Regions from separate parts of the Mus musculus genome. Here region 2 is linked to region 1. The links are chromatin contacts, called in public promoter capture Hi-C maps. All regions are on one chromosome and are shown on one strand. Each heading gives the region's core, a stretch centred on a gene start, on an enhancer-like site or on the middle of the called end of the contact. The rest is flanking DNA. Distances are from core to core; before and after follow the strand shown. Region 1 holds the start of Pdgfd (platelet-derived growth factor, D polypeptide). Region 2 holds the start of Ddi1 (DNA-damage inducible 1).

Region 1 (6,175 bases), core at 18-2,517:
AATAGCATGTACTTTCTTATGCATCAGCCCATAAAACAGTGATATCCATAAAGCAAGAACGTCTTACATGAACTTGATCGAGAACTAAGAGGGCACTACATTCCATTTTACTCACTCAGAAATAGTGCTGAAATGAAGTTACCCACATGTATATCCTCTTCAGTGCTGGGTGGTAGAGTAACTTGTAAAGTCTGTATTGTCATAACCCCCTCCCTTCTCAGCCACTTCTAATGAATGAATATCATGTATGTCCTATTCTCTAGACTTTCAGGCCTTAAAGATGTTGGGACTTTTGTATCACAAACGTCACTGATGAACAGCTGAGGAAATATGTATGCTTGATTGAGATTCATCTACCAAAAAAAAATCATAGAACAAAATTAGTTCATCTAATTCTTGCCACAGTCACACAAATCATTTCTATTTGTGTTTTGTACCAAAAGACACTGCATTTCTGGGGTCCAGTGCTTTCTTGCTTTCTTTCCTCCCACTGTTTTTTTTTTTTTTTTTTTTTTTTTTTAACCTATGGCCAAATATCCCTCCTTCATTTCTTCTATAGTATTAACATATTTAAAATCTAGAAAACATACAATATTCACAGGATTTTGCTTTGTTTTTTGTTAAACAGGGTCTTCACGTAGCCCAGGCTGGCCTGAAATGGAGTTCACTATACTGCTTAGGTTGGCCTTGAACGCTGACCCACCTGCCTTCACCTCCAAACACCAAGATTACTGGCATTCACCACTCCATCTAATTTATTTATGTGTGTGTTCATTTTCTGTTGTTGTTTGAGACAAAGTCTCTCCTTGTAGCCCTCTTCTGCCTTTGCCTCAAGGTGTTCAAACAGTCCCTGCTTCTCTTCCTGAATTGGTAACTGAGCCTCAAGGCAAACTCAGCATGGGCTTCTTTGTGATTGCATTTCCTGTGGAAGGTGGAGTGAAGCCTTGCTCAGTTGATTTGAGTTCTAGTATAATAGTCCTAGCAGATTCCAGTAACCAAGGCCAGCACTTAGTGGGCTGTCAGAGGATTTGACCACTCACCTCTAGATAAGTTCTATCCTCCTTTCACTCCTCCTGACCACTTTGTGCCCTACTCCTGGCCAGTTTCTATAAAACCCTGGGAGACGGGAAGGGTCTGGACCACCTTCAAACTCATGCTCAGTGACAGAGCTATTTTGGCTGGGACTGTGAGCCAGGACTCCAGGATCCCTGTTCCCAGCCGCACTGCCCAACAACTACACAGCCTCCCTTCCGCAGAAGAGCCAGACGCTGTGACGCCGGCTCCCTGCAGCCTGTGCTGCAGCCGCTGTCCACCGGAGGGGGGCGAATCCACGTCAACCTGTTGTTTGCCCAGCTCCTATTGATCAAGTCAGAGCTACAAGGAAATGCGGCACACACACGCGCTTGGAAAGTTTAGCTTACAGGAAGTTTTGGGAGAGCAGCGCCAGTAACTGGGCGGCCGGGACAACACAGGCGGTGAAGGCGAGGGACTGTGCAGTAGAAATCCGCCGACTCAACCCTTTGGGCTTTATTTATTTACTTTTGGAGCAACGCGATCCCTAGGTCGCTGAGCCCAAATGCAACGGCTCGTTTTAGTCTCCATTCTCCTGTGCGCGAACTTTAGCTGCTATCCGGACACTTTTGCGACTCCGCAGAGAGCATCCATCAAAGCTTTGCGCAATGCCAACCTCAGGAGAGATGGTAAGCGATTCATTTGATTTGTGTTCAGCATTGAAAAGGTCACATTTGCTATTGTCAAGGTTCTTTGGGTCATTCACCAGACCCCACCTCCTCCGATTTTGAATTTTTCAAATGAACTCAGAAGGCATTCTCTGGAAAGGATTCTCCTGCCTGCTCCTCACCCTTCCCCACCCCCCCCACCCCCCGCTAAAATTGCCCCTCATTCTATAACTACTAGAGAGTGTTTTGAAGTGTCCTGGAGGCCACTGGGGGAAGTGCTGGAGTACACTGGGGGGTGGGGTCAAGTGGCTTTCTCCCTGCAACTTAGAATCATATCAGTAGGTGTGTGTCCTGGAGTAGTTGACACCAGGATGTGGGTGTCTCCTTCCAGGCTTTGAAAGCTGCAGGCTGTGCTCATCTTGGCATTGTGGTGGGCGGTGGAGTCCAATGGCCTTTACTGGATAATGTAATTCTTATTTATTTTTTTATTTTAGTTAGGGGAGTAGGGATGACACGTTTCAACACTGTGGTTATTTTTGCAGCAGACTGGCCATGTATAAATCATTTGTTTTCAAAAGAAGTCAGTGTTGTCCTTTATGTCCCTCAAGTGACTTTCCCTTGGAGTTCAACAAGGGTCAGGAACTAAGTGTGTGGGAGGCAGAGTTCCTGGAATGTTCTTGTAGCACAAGGTACCTGGCTTCTTTGGTTGGTTTCCTTTGTACGGAAGTTTTCCAAGCTCCTGAAATGGCTGTCCTAAGAAAGGTACTGAGTAAGCATGCTTGTTTTCCTGTCCTGTGCAAGATACATGGGAAAAATAGGTCCTAGAAACTCCTCATTGAGCTTTTCTCCTGGAACTTAGGCCCTCAGCTGTAGCCTGTGGTCCTAGCAAGGTACAGTCCTTGTGTTGGGTACCTGTAATATCCCAAGACATTTTTGGCTTTTGTTATCCTACATGAAGCTCATTCTCTTACTTGGTTAAAGTACCCAGAGCCTCCACTTGCTTCCATATCACTCCACTTGCTCCTCCCATCAAGGAAATCATTGAGTTGTTCTTAGTGGCTTGATTGAACTAGAAACATTTAACCATCTTGGTAACATGATAGTAGCCACCTTAGTCACTAATCAGTGTCTTTCTTGAATATGTTCTAAATTCAGACTTCCTTAAAAGGCTCTTGGAAATTGCTTTCTGATGACAGGTAGAATGTAGAACAAAGTGCAGTGTCTCCAAGTTATCCAAAGTGTTGAGGTGTGTGGCCTATGAACTCAAATCCCTACTGGATAGCAGTGTTTTTGTAAAATATTGTGATGGTATGTTTTGGGTGACCCCCCTCCCAATTAAAGTACAGAGATTTTGCTCTCAATTTTAAAGGCTAAACAAGGTTGAGTGTCAGTGTACAGTGCACATTTGCAGTTGGTTTTCCTGGATATTGTCTTCAGTATGTTGGGAACAAAATTTAAAAAAAGGGTGGGGAGCACTGGGGTCCTGGGGAAGAACGGAAGGAAAAAGATGCCCACACCCCGCCAGAGTTTCCCTATTCTCTGGTCAGTCAGGCATGGGAGGGCTGCTATCTACCCTATCCACTCATCCCTGGGTGGGCATTCCTCTATCCCACTCTTCAGGGGGTGGCCAAGGGGCAGCCCTGCCTGCCCCCCCGCCCCCCCCTGTAGCAACTTTGCTAAAGACACCAGGGTTTTGGGAGAGAGGGAAGAGGGAAGAAGTTCCCAACACTGACCAGAGTGTGCAGCAGAACTTGAAGGAGCAGAACGGAGACTCTATGGTTTTAGAGCTTTATTATAGAAATGCTGGGGAAAGAGAGAAGGTAGAAAGGAGAGAGAGAGAGAGAGAGAGAGAGAGAGAGAGAGAGAGAGAGAGAGAGAGAGAGAGAGAGAGAGAGAGGACTAGAGAGAAGAAGAGAGAACGTAAGAGAGGAGAAGAAAGAAAAAGAGGAGAAAGAAGTGAGAAATGAGAGAGGTGAGAGGAAAAAGGAATAAGAGACTGAGGTGTGGGCTGAGCACCCCTTTTTATGGTCTTCACTGTTGCTAGGTAACTGGGGAGGAGTTTAGCCTGAAGCTCAGAAGCTTGGGCCATTGCTCGCATGACTACTGACCATGCTTCTCTTGTGGGGGCTGTGGGAGGTGGTACCTTACGCAGGGGCCGGAGTTCCAGGAGCATGAGGGAACGCTTACCGTGTCATGTAGGTGAATTATGACCATCGGAGTTCAGACCTTAGCTCGACCTGGAGACCAGCCAGCAATTCCCCACACTAGTATGCACAGATCTTTGAGTTTTCAGCTTTGCCTTTTTGGCTTCATAGAGTTAAACACCATGTTGATGCATGATTTCAGAGCCATAATTGGTAACCCTCCCAAGTATTCGTTACAAGAATTCAAGGACAAAAATGAAAAGCATGCCGTCATTGCTTATTAACCCAAGAATCTGACCCAAATCCAGTAAGACAGCTCAGAAATTTTCCGTGCTCCTCTTTCTTTTGTTGGAAAGCACACTCAGATTTTAATTTTCTTTATTAAATCTCTGTTTTTCTATCTAGTCTACATATGTACTTCTCAAAAAGCTGATAATGTCTCTTGATTTCTTCATATTTTAGCTGAAGCTGTTTCACAGATACTCCTACGCGCATACACACACATACACACACACACACACACGCACACACATACACACACACTTAATATTTTTCTCTTTAACTCTTTAACAATCTTACCTTTAAAACTGACCGGAAAATAGGAAACCCAGACATACTTATTTAAGATAATACTGACATTCAAAATAGTTTCTGAGAAAGATGGTTAAAAGGAGTGAGATTGGTTGAAAGGGATGGAAGTTGAAAGATAGTGTTACAGTAATGTGTGTTTTCCCAAACAATGTAGTTTCGTTATCTGTGAAGAGATGATTCAGTAATTTAAAGTGTCAGGGCAAGAGAATGATTGAGAGAAAGAAGCCTAACAATATTCTTTGAGGGTATCTTGGTGTTAATGGAGGATAAAGTGTTGAGTGACAGCCAGAGAGTGTTTCTGAGACAGCCTTTGTACATTCTTTCTAGCTGGGCTTGACTGCCCAGTGCTGGATTCAATAAAGGAATCATAAGGGAAGGCCAGGCACCTGATAGAAATGGCTTCCGATGATGTGTTGGAATCTTCATGGGCTGCTTCGAATGGTCTTTGGAGAGGTCGAAACACCACTGAAAATCCTAATGCATATCAGAGAGAAAGTTTAATTTATTACATCACATCCTTGCTCAGACTGCACACATTTTCAGTTTGCTTTCCTCAGTTTCCCTCGGGACTCATTAAGGAAGGAAGGTGTTATTTTGCTATTTTGACTCTCAGATGAAGATACCATATAAGTCTGGGGCGCATATGCTTGAGAAATATGCTCAGGAGAAAGGCAGAAAACAGATCTGATCAACATTAGCTTAGTCATTAGACGACGTGGTGAGTAGTCACTGCAAACCCTGAGTGGGTTTGGGCATGCATGTGGAAGCCATTATTTGAAGGTAAGGCTCAATTCACACTTGAATGGCATGTGTTTGCTCTTTGCAGTTCCATTAGTTGCTGCCCAATTTGGGAGCTGGGGAAGAAATTATAAACGATTAGGGAAGGTGCTCCATGAAAAGGGCACGAGATGGATATTCTTGATTATTTTTAGCCTGATAGAAAAAGCTTTGGCCAGGCAGTGGTGGCGCACACCTTTAATCCCAGTACTCAGGAGGCAGAGGTAGGCGGATTTCTGAGTTCGAGGCCAGCCTGGTCTACAAAGTGAGTTCCAGGACAGTCAGGGCTATACGGAGAAACCCTGTCTCGAAAAACAAAACAAAACAAAACAAAACAAAAACAAAAACAAACCAAAAAAAAAAAAAAAGCTTTGGTTTGATCAGCTATGTCTAGGAGGGAAGCTAAGAAATGGTATAAAGACCTTAGGTTTATAAAAAATAGGTTCCTTTTATAAGGTGATTGGTCTACTAGAATGTTCTTTCAGAATACTGTTCTTGTTGGGAAACAAGTACTCCAGATCTTTCCATTAAAAATAGCTGAAGAAGGGCATCAGAGGAAGGTGGTAGATGTGATTCAAGTGAGATTTTATAGGTATGGAAGAATACATTACAATAAATTGAAACACATAATGTATTTATACTTCCTTATATTCTATTATTAAGTGTCATTCGTGGTCAAACTGATTTACCTTAATCTTATCTCTAAATCTAGACCAGATCCTAATTTAGGAGCCACATCTTATCTAGTGTCTATGCAATTGATGCTTTCATGAGAATGACTGTTCACAACAGGTGATGTTCAGATTGATACCAGTTAAATGGCATTATTAATTATTCCCAAATCTAACTAGATAGCACTCCCTGCCTAGAGAGTTAAGAATACACACCTGCCTCCAATTACAAATATGTTGCTGGTATGCAGTGATTTTGGATTGTCCTATTTTGCTAATAACTGAATTGTCTACAACTTTGTTATCAGCTAGG
Region 2 (5,526 bases), core at 1,042-3,541, 98 kb after region 1:
AAAGGCATATGTTTGCTGTCAAGCAACACCAAATTTGGTGTGAGGCCCTTCTTGTACTCCTAGCACTCTCTCCGTATGTGGAAGCAGCAGAATCAGGAATATAAGGACATCTTTATCCATATCTCAAGTCTGACACCAGGTTTAGAATCATGAGACCCTGTCTCTAAAAGAGGGGATACAGGGGATGCTGATGGTATGGCTCAATTAGTAAAATGCCTTTTGCAGGAACACAAGGACCTAGGTTTCATCTCTATCACTCATGTGAAAAAGATGGATTAAGTTGGTAGATAACTATACTATAGCAACACTGGGAAGGTTCCAGGTTCTGTGCGAGAACTTGTCTCAAAAGCTAAGGTGGAAAGAGATTAAGAAAGTTATCCAAATTTCTCAATCTCTGCCCTGTGTTGAGGGAGAGACACATACACAGACAGACAAACACGGGATTCGGGGCATAATATAAAACGGTTGCTATTGCTTATGTGAAAACATTTTGTTTACATGTCTTTTTAGTCTTAAAGATTTAAATGGCTTCTTTTCTAGGGACTTGGGCAAAATAAATCGACCTTGGCCTGGACATGCCACCCTATAATCTGACAGGGTAGACTTGTTTTCTTTCTCCTAGATTGTTGGGAAGCCAACTTGAAGCTCCGCACTGTCCCCTGGATGGGGTTCAGTGATCTGAGTGAAGAAATGGGCCCACATACATACTCTGATGAATCACTGATGTCTTACATAATCACCCATCTGTGAACTCAGTCACAAGGCCAGGGTTGGTTGCTAAATTGTTTTTAATGATGACTTTGCCAGTGAGCTCATGTCTTATAATTTCCTGAAGCCTGAGGCTTTGTTTCCTTGTGGCAGTGGCATAATTATGTAAGACCTCCTTCAATGCTTTTTACGTCCAGGACCCTTGACAGGGTGTTTGATAGTACCTCCTACTTCCCTGTCTGAAGACTCTTCTTGTACAGTTCCACTCAACAGTTTAGCACACAAGGGCAACTCTCCTTCAGGAAGGAAGTGAGTCTGTGAGCCGGTAGTGCCAATCACCAGCACATTTTTCTTTAGGTCGATGGAACACTGGTGCCTCCTGAGCATATCAAGCCCTAGAAGGATATCCATGGGCTGCTCTTCAAGTATAGAGAAAGAGCACTGTAAGAAATCACCTTCAATTTGAATCTGAGCCAGATGAACGCGGCCCATAATCCTCTGTGTGCCTACTCCCTTAGCAACCCCACCCCACCGTCGGTCTACCAGTCTCATAATATTACATCTCTCAGCACAAGCTTGGCTCATGATAGTCATCTGGGCACCAGAGTCAACAAAAGCCTTTAAAGGATGCCCATTCACTTTGCAGTTAATATAGAGCATAGCGACTTGTCCAAAACTCTCCGGAGCCTCTTCCATAGCTATGTTCATATTTTCTTCAATATTCTGTTGTCGGATTTCTTCTTCTATTCTAGCCTGAGTTTCCTGATCAAATGGGTTAGTAGAGTAAAGACGAAACATCTCTTGCTCTCTCAAGGTCCTTTCTCTCTGCTGCTCCATCAGGACCTGAGAAAATGTCTCAAGGTTTCCACTAAGCAGAGCTTCAGCCAAAGCAGGATTCCGTTCCTTCAACAGGGACAGATCATGGGGGTTGGAAAGCAGCATGCTTCGAATCAGGGCAGGGCTGTCGAGTTCCTGAGCAAAGGTCATATTCTCTCCAGAGGCTAATCCGTGGGCTTGCTGTGTTGATGGTATACGTTGATGATGGTGATAATGGTGTTGATGCTGATGCGGGTGTCGGGAACTTGATGTTCCAGGCACGGCCGACCCAGACCCAGTGAAATCTGCTCGAGGATGGTTTGGAGTCCTTCCTGGAGTCCGAAGTCCAACATTATCCTTCTGAAGAAGTACAACCATGTCACCATCTTTGAGTCCATAGGAGCCCAGGGAGCAGTGGTCATCTGTGAGGAGCTGTTCCATGTAAACGATCTGGGCCTCCTCAGCAGGCACACCAGACTCAAGCTCACAGAGGACTCTGAAGTTTGAGAGCTCAAAGTCAGGGTTGACCTGGAGGGAAAAGGTTACCTCTGTGAGGTCCCTACGCACACAATACACAGTGATCAGCATGGTTTATGCTCAGGGAGGCCACATTGGCAGAAAACATCTGGTGGATCACTGGCTGATTGGTGCTGGTTTGGGTGGATGTTTGGCCTGCCCCTCACACCTTTGTGTGAAACTCATTCAGCTCGCAGAAAGGCAAGACAGAGTGGGGGCTGCCTCCTAAACCCAGAGCCAGCTGATGCCCCATGGAGCCTTAAGGTAGCAAGTTCATATGTGTATGTGTTGCTTGGAACTTAGAATGTCTGTTTCCATAGAAATAGTTGCTCAAAGCCAGTGGATTCCAAGGCTGGCTCTTCAAAATCTTCTTAGTACAGGCTATGCAGAACATCTCATTTTTCTTCTAAACATGTTAATGTCTAGCCTGTTGGCCTGTATTCTACATCCTTTTTCATGTCTCTGAAGAGTGAGTGTAACTTTCACAGTTCAAGGGCCATGCTGCATCCTCAGTAGGACACAGGTCCCTGCCCTTGAAGACACACAGGTACACCAGTTTGGGTAAGGATAGTTGTTCAGCACTGCCAATAAATACCACAGAGGTTGTGGGCACTAAACAAATTACAAGCAGAATGTAGAAGGCAGACATTTCTGGGGGGTGAGAATAGGTTAGGCATTTCAGACAAAATGAAAGGCAGGACAGAAAGAGGAAGAAGAACAGGAAGTTGGGGTAGGAAGAAGATGGAAAGGATTAAAAGAGACTCGAGACATATGGTGACTGCTGTTGTTTTCATTGACAAGTAGAGGGATCTGCAGCATAGGAAGAACATGGGCAGCCAGAGAGCGTCTCAGGAAGCCGAGAGGGAGATATTGGTGAAGCCTGGAAAACACAGGACTGAGTAGTGAGGAAGAGAGGGGATCTCAATTGGATGGACACTGCTTGATGTGGGTCATGTTGAAGACAAAGGTGCAGTAGAAAAACAGTCTCTAAACCAACCCATGGACACTGGGTAAGAAGAGGCTGTTACCTTCACCAGATGAGTGAAAGTAACCTCCGAGGAAAGCAGTTCAAAGTACATGGCAACTCAGAAGCTAAATATGTCTCTCTCTGACCCTGGGGCACAGTTACCCTCACTACCCAAACAAGCACCTACCTCAGAGTAGAAAATCTGCAGACAAATGTCTACCTATGAATGAAAAAGTAGCCACAGTTCTGTACCTGGACCGTATCTGGTATTTAGGGACTTTCAGCTGTGCCCCATCCGGCAGAGGCTCATGCATCAACCTAAAAAATAGGGTTTTATTTCTTTTATTTCTATTTCTGTTGTGTTTGACTCAGATGAAAGACTATATCACTTCATGCTCTAATTATCTCAATGTGGCCATACTCTATATCCTTATATTATGAATGTTGACTGATTGCATAACAGGAAGCCTTAATTGAGTTCTGGGGATATAGTCTTAAATGATGTGAAATTCATGCTGTGTTCTTATAGGAACTTAGAATCTAAAAAAGAGACACATGCATAAACACAAACTGCAGATGTTAAATATGAAGAAGAAACCATAGTAAAATTCTGAACAGCCTGAAGGAAATCACTAGTAGGAGAACAGACATGGAAAATGGTGAAGTCTGTTGAGTAGGAAAAGCTTTCTGAAAGAGACAGGTTTAGTGAGATGGGGGTGGGGGGGTTATGTGTGTACAGACAGTGGAGAAACGAATCAGGAGGAGGAAGATGCTCTGATTTACAGGACTTTTTAATATGGAGAAATATACAAAATTGTAGAGGAAAAATACGTTTTTTTTTCAGGTAAAAAATATTGTTTAGAGCAACTTTTACTACTTGCAGAGATTTGAAGAGACATTTGAATATAACCATTCAATATCATTTTGATCATTGTTTTTGCATGTGTATGCATGGGTACACAGGAACATGGTGGCTGAAGTTTGTAGTTGCGCTTCTTAGTAATTTAATTCTCCTTACATATTGAGGGTCTATTCCTGGCAACTAAGCTTCCAGATTCAGCTAATCTGATTGTCCTGGAATCCCTAGGTTCCACTTCTAGGTGCAGGGATCACAGGCTGGCAACTAAACCTGTTTGGCATTTTTGGGGGCTGCCAGAATCTGAACTTCTGGCCTCACTGCTGTGTTCCAAGTGCTTTACCCACACAACATTTCCTCAGGTCATTTGATTTCCTTAATGTCTATTAAACTCTATTAAATTATAGAGATACTACTAGGGTTTTGTTATTGTTGTTTTGTTTTGTTGTAGAATAAAGGGTATTTTTGTGTTACTGTTCTTTTATTTCAGTTTTGGTAAAGGAAAAGTTGAAGGTTCACATTAAAAGAAACTAAGATCTTCTTTAATGTTACCATTGCCAAGATACCAAACAGAAATCAGGTTAATAAAAGCTGTTCTGTTACCTTGATTTAATTATTTAGTTTTTCTAGCATTTTTGCTTTGCTGTTTACCTTTGACCCAGAAGGAAGCAAACAGGCTTAAGGTCTGGCCAATTAATTCTTATCGCCCCTAACTCAAACAGCAAGGCAGACTTGACAGGAATCATCTGGTTCCAACACCCACCCTGCTCTTAAAACCCTTTTCACAAAACAGCTGGAATCTCCAAAGATAAACACAACTCCCCAGGCTATTTGGTATTCCTGTTTTGTATATCGCTTAATTCACTGGCTTTACTCAGCAGTATTGGTGATTCAAATACTGTATGTATAATTTTCTTAACCCAAATTTTAATTAAAAACATCATCTGATCATGTAATAAACATGGAAATTATAAACACTCCCAAACATCAAACGTGCCATGAATCCCTGCAGTATAGAAGTGTAGATTGATGGTCTGTGAGTTAATCAGGTGTACTCTTGTAGGTAACCTGAGATTATTGCTTTTTCTCAAGGAATACTTTAAATATTTCCTGAATATTTTTCTTTGCAAGTGTGATATAAGAACATAATTGAATTGTTGAAATGTGAGAACTCTGCACAGTCTTGTGCCTATCTCCCAGATAATCAATTCTCATTGTACAGTCTCAATGCTCAGAAAATGGAAGAGAGAACATTTCATGGTAGATTTAAAAAGAAAAAAGAATGTTTGTTTAATCTGTTTGTTTTGTTTCATTTTGTTTTCTGGAATATACCATGGTAGTAGCTTCTACAATTGTCTCCTTGTTAAGACTTAATGCAGTGGCTCTCAGTCTTTCTAATGCTGTTCTCCTTTAATACAGTTCCCCATGTTGTGGTGACCCTGAACCATAAACTTATTTTTCTTACTACTTCAGAACTGCAATTTTGCTACTGCTGTGAATCATAATGTAAGTATTTGATATACAGGATATCTGATATCTGACCATTGTGAAAGGGTCTTTCAACACCCCAAAGGAATCATGAAATTACGAACCACTAAGTTGAGAACCAATGCCTTAGTGCAACAGTAACAACAAACCTTAAATCACTAATGATCCCATAGTC

Evidence for each region. Capture Hi-C pulls out chosen DNA fragments and counts their contacts.
Region 2: a contact with region 1 is called in a promoter capture Hi-C map of adipose tissue. The contact joins the promoter of Ddi1 here to the promoter of Pdgfd in region 1. A contact is called at or near these places in 4 of 484 Hi-C or Micro-C datasets (granulosa cells and uterus), 1 of 115 datasets of contacts at active chromatin or transcription factors (astrocytes) and 1 of 9 other capture datasets (adipose tissue).

The regions. Positions count from the first base shown.
Region 1 is chr9:6,167,219-6,173,393 of GRCm38.p6, forward strand. It overlaps Pdgfd (platelet-derived growth factor, D polypeptide), which reads left to right and starts at 1,268. Exons shown (of 7, transcript NM_027924.3): 1 at 1,268-1,700. The coding sequence starts at 1,577.
Region 2 is chr9:6,264,256-6,269,781 of GRCm38.p6, forward strand. Ddi1 (DNA-damage inducible 1) reads right to left here and starts at 2,292. Exons shown (of 1, transcript NM_027942.1): 1 at 773-2,292. The coding sequence starts at 2,112. The coding sequence ends at 886. All of the region lies in intron 1 of Pdgfd (platelet-derived growth factor, D polypeptide), which reads left to right.